Linked DNA regions of Mus musculus: region 1 is linked to region 2. The links are chromatin contacts, called in public promoter capture Hi-C maps. All regions are on one chromosome and are shown on one strand. Each heading gives the region's core, a stretch centred on a gene start, on an enhancer-like site or on the middle of the called end of the contact. The rest is flanking DNA. Distances are from core to core; before and after follow the strand shown. Region 1 holds the start of Syngr2 (synaptogyrin 2). Region 2 overlaps Tnrc6c (trinucleotide repeat containing 6C).

Region 1 (2,709 bases), core at 2-2,501, 110 kb before region 2:
ACAACGGTTCCCCTCAGAGCAAGGTTCTTGGGGTGGTCAGATCCACAGCCAGACTCAGATCCCGCAGGAGCCAGGACAGAGGTGGGAAAGTCACCAGCAGAGACTGGCCAAAGTTTGGAAAGCAGCTCCTTTGGAATCGTCCTAGTCATTTCGCTTCCTCCCCACACCCTAAGGCCACCGCCAAGCCCACGTCAAGGCGGCAGATGCAACTGAGTCTGTGGGCACCTGGCTGCCTCCAGACTTGCAGGACCAGAGCGATCCTGCGGGGACGCTCTCAATAGGATTGTGGAACTGGCAGTCACAAGCCCCGCCCCCAGCTGTGGATGAAGCCGGAACTCCAGGACTGGGCGCGGAGTATGGGTCAGGGCTCCTGGCACTGCCATCCTGACTGACAGGGTACAACCCAGGACGGAGTCACTAGATTCCACCGCTAGGCTGGGAGATTCCGGGGAGCCAGGGCACCTCCAAGGCTCCAGGCCCAGACCCCCTGGGCGCAGTGGGGCCACCCTCAATCTGGCAGCTAAAGTCTCAGTTTTCAGTGTTTTCATCCCAAGGTATGGAAAGCTGCCCCCGCACGCCTGGTACAAGGGGGCTCGCCCCGCTTCTGGGAAGGGAGTGCATTTGGTGGGAAAGCAGACCTGTTGCTAGCCTCTGAGAGGGAAGGAAACTCTCCTTCAGAGTGCCAGGCCAATCCCCCTCCTCGCACCCCACGTGGCTGCAGAAAGTCCCTTCCAGGTGAATTCCCTAGGCTGGGAGCCGCGGCGTGCCGGCCACCTGCTGTGCCGTGCCCCTCTCCGGTCCCTCCCAATGCCAACAAGGCGACAGGCCTGCCTCCCCGGAGAACTTCGGGGACGTCCCGCACCAGAGCGGCCTGGACCAGTGGTCCAGGGTGCGGCGGGGCCCGGCCCGGAGTTGGGGAGACAAGGTCCGGAGTGGAACAGGCGACAAAACCCACGGGCTGGAGGGGACAGAGACGCGGAGGGGCACGGGGCCCCGCGCTCTCCGAAAGGCCCAGGACGCGCAGCCGCCGCCACCTGTCGCGCTCTGCGGCCCGCGGCCCCACGGGCCCTGGTAGCCAGGACGCCCGGCTCCGGGTCCTCGCTGGTGGACTCACCATGCTCACGAGGCGCGTCACCACCTGAGGCTGAGACAGGAAGCGCCGCAGGTCGAAGGAGCCGCCCGCGTTGGCCGCGCCATAGGCCCCGCTCTCCATGTCGCTTTCGCCACCGAGCCGCGGATGGCCGGGAACTAGCCGGATTGCCCCGCCCCGCCCACGGGGGCGGGTCCGGCCGCCGACAGGGCGGGGCCAACCGCCGGGAAGTAGCCCCTCCAAACTCGTGGAAGTTGGCAGCAAAACTTGGAGCTCGCAGGAGGCGCCAGGGTGCGGAAGGGGGAGGAAAAGCTCACCCCTGGGAAATATGTCCTACTGAGTTCATCCAGAAAGGATCAAAGAGTCCCCAAGAAGAGACATCCTAGGCGGCTCCCACTTTACTCTTACTTACACAGTGCCCTGGTGAAGGTCCTCTCCCATAAGCCCTCCAGACACCCAAATCCCACCAATCCAGAATCCAGGCTCGTAAATACCTGGATGTCACTTCACCATTCTGCTCCAGACCAAAGGACTGGGGCATAAGCTCTTGCCTAGCACATCAGAGGCCCCCAGTTCCAACCTCTGGACTACTGTAGTAATTAATAACTATGGCCCCCACAGTTCTGGCTACTCTTTGCTCTGGAGCTAAGCCTGAAAGCCAAAGGGCTCTGAAGGGCAGATTTCTAGACATCGTGATCACATGCTGCAAAGTACCTGGTGGCTGTTGTCTCAGGAAGAGAAAGAGGGCAGGAGAATAAGGAGTTCAAGACAACCCTGAGCTATCTGAGATCTAGTCTCAAGTACACACATACTGAGGATTGTAATTTTAAAAATTAAAACAAATGAGATCACTAGGTCATAGACTCCAGCTCCCCCTGTCCCCCAATAACATTTAGAAAGGGAACCTGATGCTTAATCGGAAGGGGTCGTGTGTCAACCCAGGGCTTCACCTTGGCCGCCAAGAGGCCTCCAGATATCCTTCTGTTGACAACACAAATTTGTTCCCAAGGAGACCATGGCTGTTGAGGGGTGTAGAGGGCTGAGAAGTGACACAGAATGGAGTCATGACAAGATGGCTTTACCACAGTCACTTCAATGGATAATGAATAATGAGACAGACTCACCTCAGTAATGAGGGGGGCTGGACAATAAGGAAACTGAGGCAGAAGCCTGCCCCACCAGAAGGGTCACCACTCGGGAGAAGACAGGAGTAGGCACAAGAGAGACTGGGCCTTCTAACAGTCTATCTGCGTCTATTTGCACCCTCCCCACACTAACAGAGCCTGTGACAAGCCGCTGGTAGGTGAGCCCAGGGCTACCTCCTAAAATCTGTTCATACACGCCATGAGTGTTTGATGAAGGAGAACTGGCTGTCAGGACTTTCCTACAAAGCCTCCCTTTCTCTCTCTCTCTCTCTCTCTCTCTCTTTCTCTCTCTCTCTCTCTCTCTCTCTCTCTCTCTCTCTCTCTCTCTCTCTCTCTCTTTCCTACACAGAGAAACTCTATCTCAAAAAACCAAAACCAAAACCAACCTTTTGCCATTACATCATTACATGTAATTGGTTTGTGCCTGGGGTGGGTGGGTAGAGCACACGAGATGACACATGTCATAAAAAGGAC
Region 2 (2,979 bases), core at 480-2,979:
AGGGAAAAAAAAACTATTATTACCAATCATACCCAAATTAAGGGCAGGGCCCTAAATAGAGAGACTGCTGCTGTCTGGACCTCAGTCACTAATTCAGCATCGGTGACACACAGGGCAGCACAGTGCACAGCACAGTGCACAGCAGCATGCAGCCGACCCACCCATCACTCCTGCCATGACACACTGAGGCTCTCACTGGGGCAGGAAGCCTGCGTGCTCATTTGCCCTTCTTTAGTAACTAATGCAGGTACAGGAGAATGTACCAGGCTGATTCTATCTATGAACAGGCTGGCAGGAAGGTGTTTAAATGGCTTAGTGCTCAGGTTTGAGGGGAGTATAAACTGTGGAAAGCAGTGTATTGACATTAATAATATAATGAGATATACAGGGTGGTTAATAAACAGTGAATGGGAAATAAGACATTTCTCTTGGGAGTGTGTGTGTGAGAGAGAGAGAGAGAGAGAGAGAGAGAGAGAGAGAGAGAGAGAACTCATGACCCTTCAGTTTTTGTCTCCCAAGTATTTTCAATAAAAGTTTTGCTTTGTTTTGCTTTTGTAACAGTAAGGCATTAATGTAGAGTTTCCTCTACCAACAGAGACAGTGAAGGCCCAGAGGGAGAGAAATTCTGGTAAAAGACCTACCATTTGCAAATAGCTCCAGAGCAGAACAACAGTGTATCTCCTGTCTACAACGAAAACAGTGTTCCTTACGGTACAACCTAAGGGCAGGATGCCAGAAAAAGGATGCTCCACAACTCATCTTCTCGTTCTGATCTTTAAGACAAGAATGAGACTTCCACAAAGCAATCACAGAACAGGACTTGAAAAACTAGCCTGGTTCTAGAGAGATGGTTTGGTGGTTAAAGAGCACTGGCTGCTTTAACAGAGACCAGGGTTTGATTCCTGGCACCCACATGGCACCGCACAACGACCTACAGTTCTTGTCCCAGGGGACTGGACATTCCCTTTTCCAGCTTCTGTAGATATACATACAGTCACAATGCCCAAACACATAAAATAAAAATAAACATTTTTAAAAGATTTTATTTGTATTATGTAAACAAGCACATTGTCACTGTCTTCAGACACCAGAAGAGGGCATCAGATCCCATTACAGATGGTTGTGAGCCACCATGTGGTTGCTGGGAATTGATGCTCCTAACCCCTGAGCCATTTCTCCAGCCCCCTGCACCCCGCCTCTGCAAAATGATTTTTTTTTTAAAAGAAAAGATAGTCAGAGACAATCTCTATTTTAATTATGATTTTGAAAGAATTTCTAAAACAGAATTTCTAAAACAAACAAACAAACTACCACTTTCAAATTTATAAGGGAGAGAGAAGTGTGGTCTCTACTAGACTGGCAGATGGAGAGGGACTGCTAAGCCCCCTGCTGCTGTCTTTCTCAGAAAGCATCCTGATACCACTGCTCTGAAGCTCACTGGCTTCGGACATAGGAGAAGGGGGGCCAGGGCCCACTGTATGATGTCCCACAAATCCTCCATGTTTGGTAGCAAACTCTGTAGCTTTAGATTCCTTCCTGTCCCCAGTGACAGCAGCAACAAGGGGACTCATTAATGCTAGGGCCTAGAACAAGTCTGAAGGCAGGAGCTGAGTGAGGGTTCTGGGGAGAGTGTAGGGACAGGCAGTTGTAGCCCCTGAACTATGTACTGCCAGGCAGGCCATGCCAGGAGGCAAAGAGGACAGGGAGGGGCAAATGCAAGCCTGTCTTATGCTGCTGTTTAACATCTCATTACCACATCAATGTCCTGTCTAACACCAGCACCAGGCATGAGAGCCACTTCACAGCAGCTGATTCTGGTGGGACTGAGTAATGATAGGCTGTGAGAAAATCAAAACCTGACACTACTAATATTTCTTAGAAAACAAACTAGGCTGGAGAGATGGGCTTGGTGGTTAAGAGGACTTGATGCTCTTTCAGAGGACCTGGGTCAGTTCCTAGCACTCCCACATCAGCTCAAAACCACTTTCCAATTCCAACGGATCCAGCACCCTCTTTTGGCCTCAATGAATTCCAGGCATACATTTTGTGGTGCACATACAAACATGCTGGCAACATACTCATACATTTAACACAGAAATAATTAACTAAAAAAGAAAATTATGTAGAAGACTTTAGATCCTTTATAATTCTAGAAGTATACAACAACTGTGTCTAGGACAAATCCAAAGGCCGATTACAGTTACCAACAAACTGTTCCCCAAAACCCATCAACGGAGAGGAGATACAAGAACCCAGCAGAGTCAGTCATCCACAGTGCAAACACCAGCACACTTACAGAAACCAGGGTTCCACAAGAGGAGGCAGGACAGTGTACTTCAGTCACCACACAGCTGTGAGCAGTCACAGCCTGAGAAGTCAAGAGTCACCAATGACAATGAAGCAGATTATGAAAATGGGACACACACACACAAAGAGGGGGGGCATATAAGCAATGCAGGAAGAGTTCCATATTTGTAAAAAAACACTGTTTTATTTGAAATCATAAATTCAAATACAGCCATGGCCAGTCCTTCTGGAGCCTTCTGAAAAGATTCTAACAGAGCAGAGGAGATGACCTGGTACCCTGCTGCTTCAATACCCATTTAACAGTAAACTCATCTGTTGAAGTGACTCTGGTAACAAGGACCAAGGACTGATACACAGGGTCAAAAGCCGTAGTTCCACCAATTCTGCATTTACTAAAAATAAAACCAAGAACTTATTCCAAGTCCTGCTCAATTTCAAATTCTACACATAATTTTGACTTTAAAACTACACAAACGATGCTGGGCTGGAAAGATGGCTCAGAGGCTAAGAGCACTGACTGCTCTTCCAGAGGTCCTGAGTTCAAATCCCAGCAACTACATGGTGGCTCATAACCATCTGTAATGGGATCCTATGCCATTTTCTGGTGTGTCTCAAGATAGCTACAGTGTACTTATATAAATAAAATGAATTTTTAAAACAATCTTAAAAAAC

Evidence for each region. Promoter capture Hi-C pulls out the DNA fragments that hold promoters and counts their contacts.
Region 1: a promoter capture Hi-C map of embryonic stem cells shows a contact between it and region 2, with 2.7 times the contacts expected there. The contact joins the promoter of Syngr2 here to the enhancer-like site in region 2. A contact is called at or near these places in 26 of 39 promoter capture datasets (the 3T3-L1 cell line, 3T3-L1-derived adipocytes, the C10 cell line and 17 more), 3 of 15 datasets of contacts at CTCF or cohesin (CD8 T cells, the NIH/3T3 cell line and large pre-B cells), 34 of 484 Hi-C or Micro-C datasets (3T3-L1-derived adipocytes, the AML12 cell line, B cells and 27 more), 21 of 115 datasets of contacts at active chromatin or transcription factors (the 230-238 cell line, CD4 T cells, CD8 T cells and 16 more) and 3 of 9 other capture datasets (adipose tissue, liver and pancreatic islet).

Annotation. Positions count from the first base shown.
Region 1 is chr11:117,808,209-117,810,917 of GRCm38.p6, reverse strand. It overlaps Syngr2 (synaptogyrin 2), which reads right to left and starts at 1,251. Exons shown (of 4, transcript NM_009304.2): 1 at 1,115-1,251. The coding sequence starts at 1,213.
Region 2 is chr11:117,702,756-117,705,734 of GRCm38.p6, reverse strand. The region is part of intron 3 of Tnrc6c (trinucleotide repeat containing 6C); the gene reads right to left. Among named protein-coding and RNA genes, the nearest start is that of Tnrc6c, 50 kb to the right of the region's middle. Within about 2 kb of position 1,729, at least 8 of the 459 cell types and tissues checked have an H3K27ac peak or open chromatin away from gene starts, as enhancers often do. A contact at or near this core is called in embryonic stem cells, epiblast stem cells, reprogramming fibroblasts and 1 more, where this site is marked.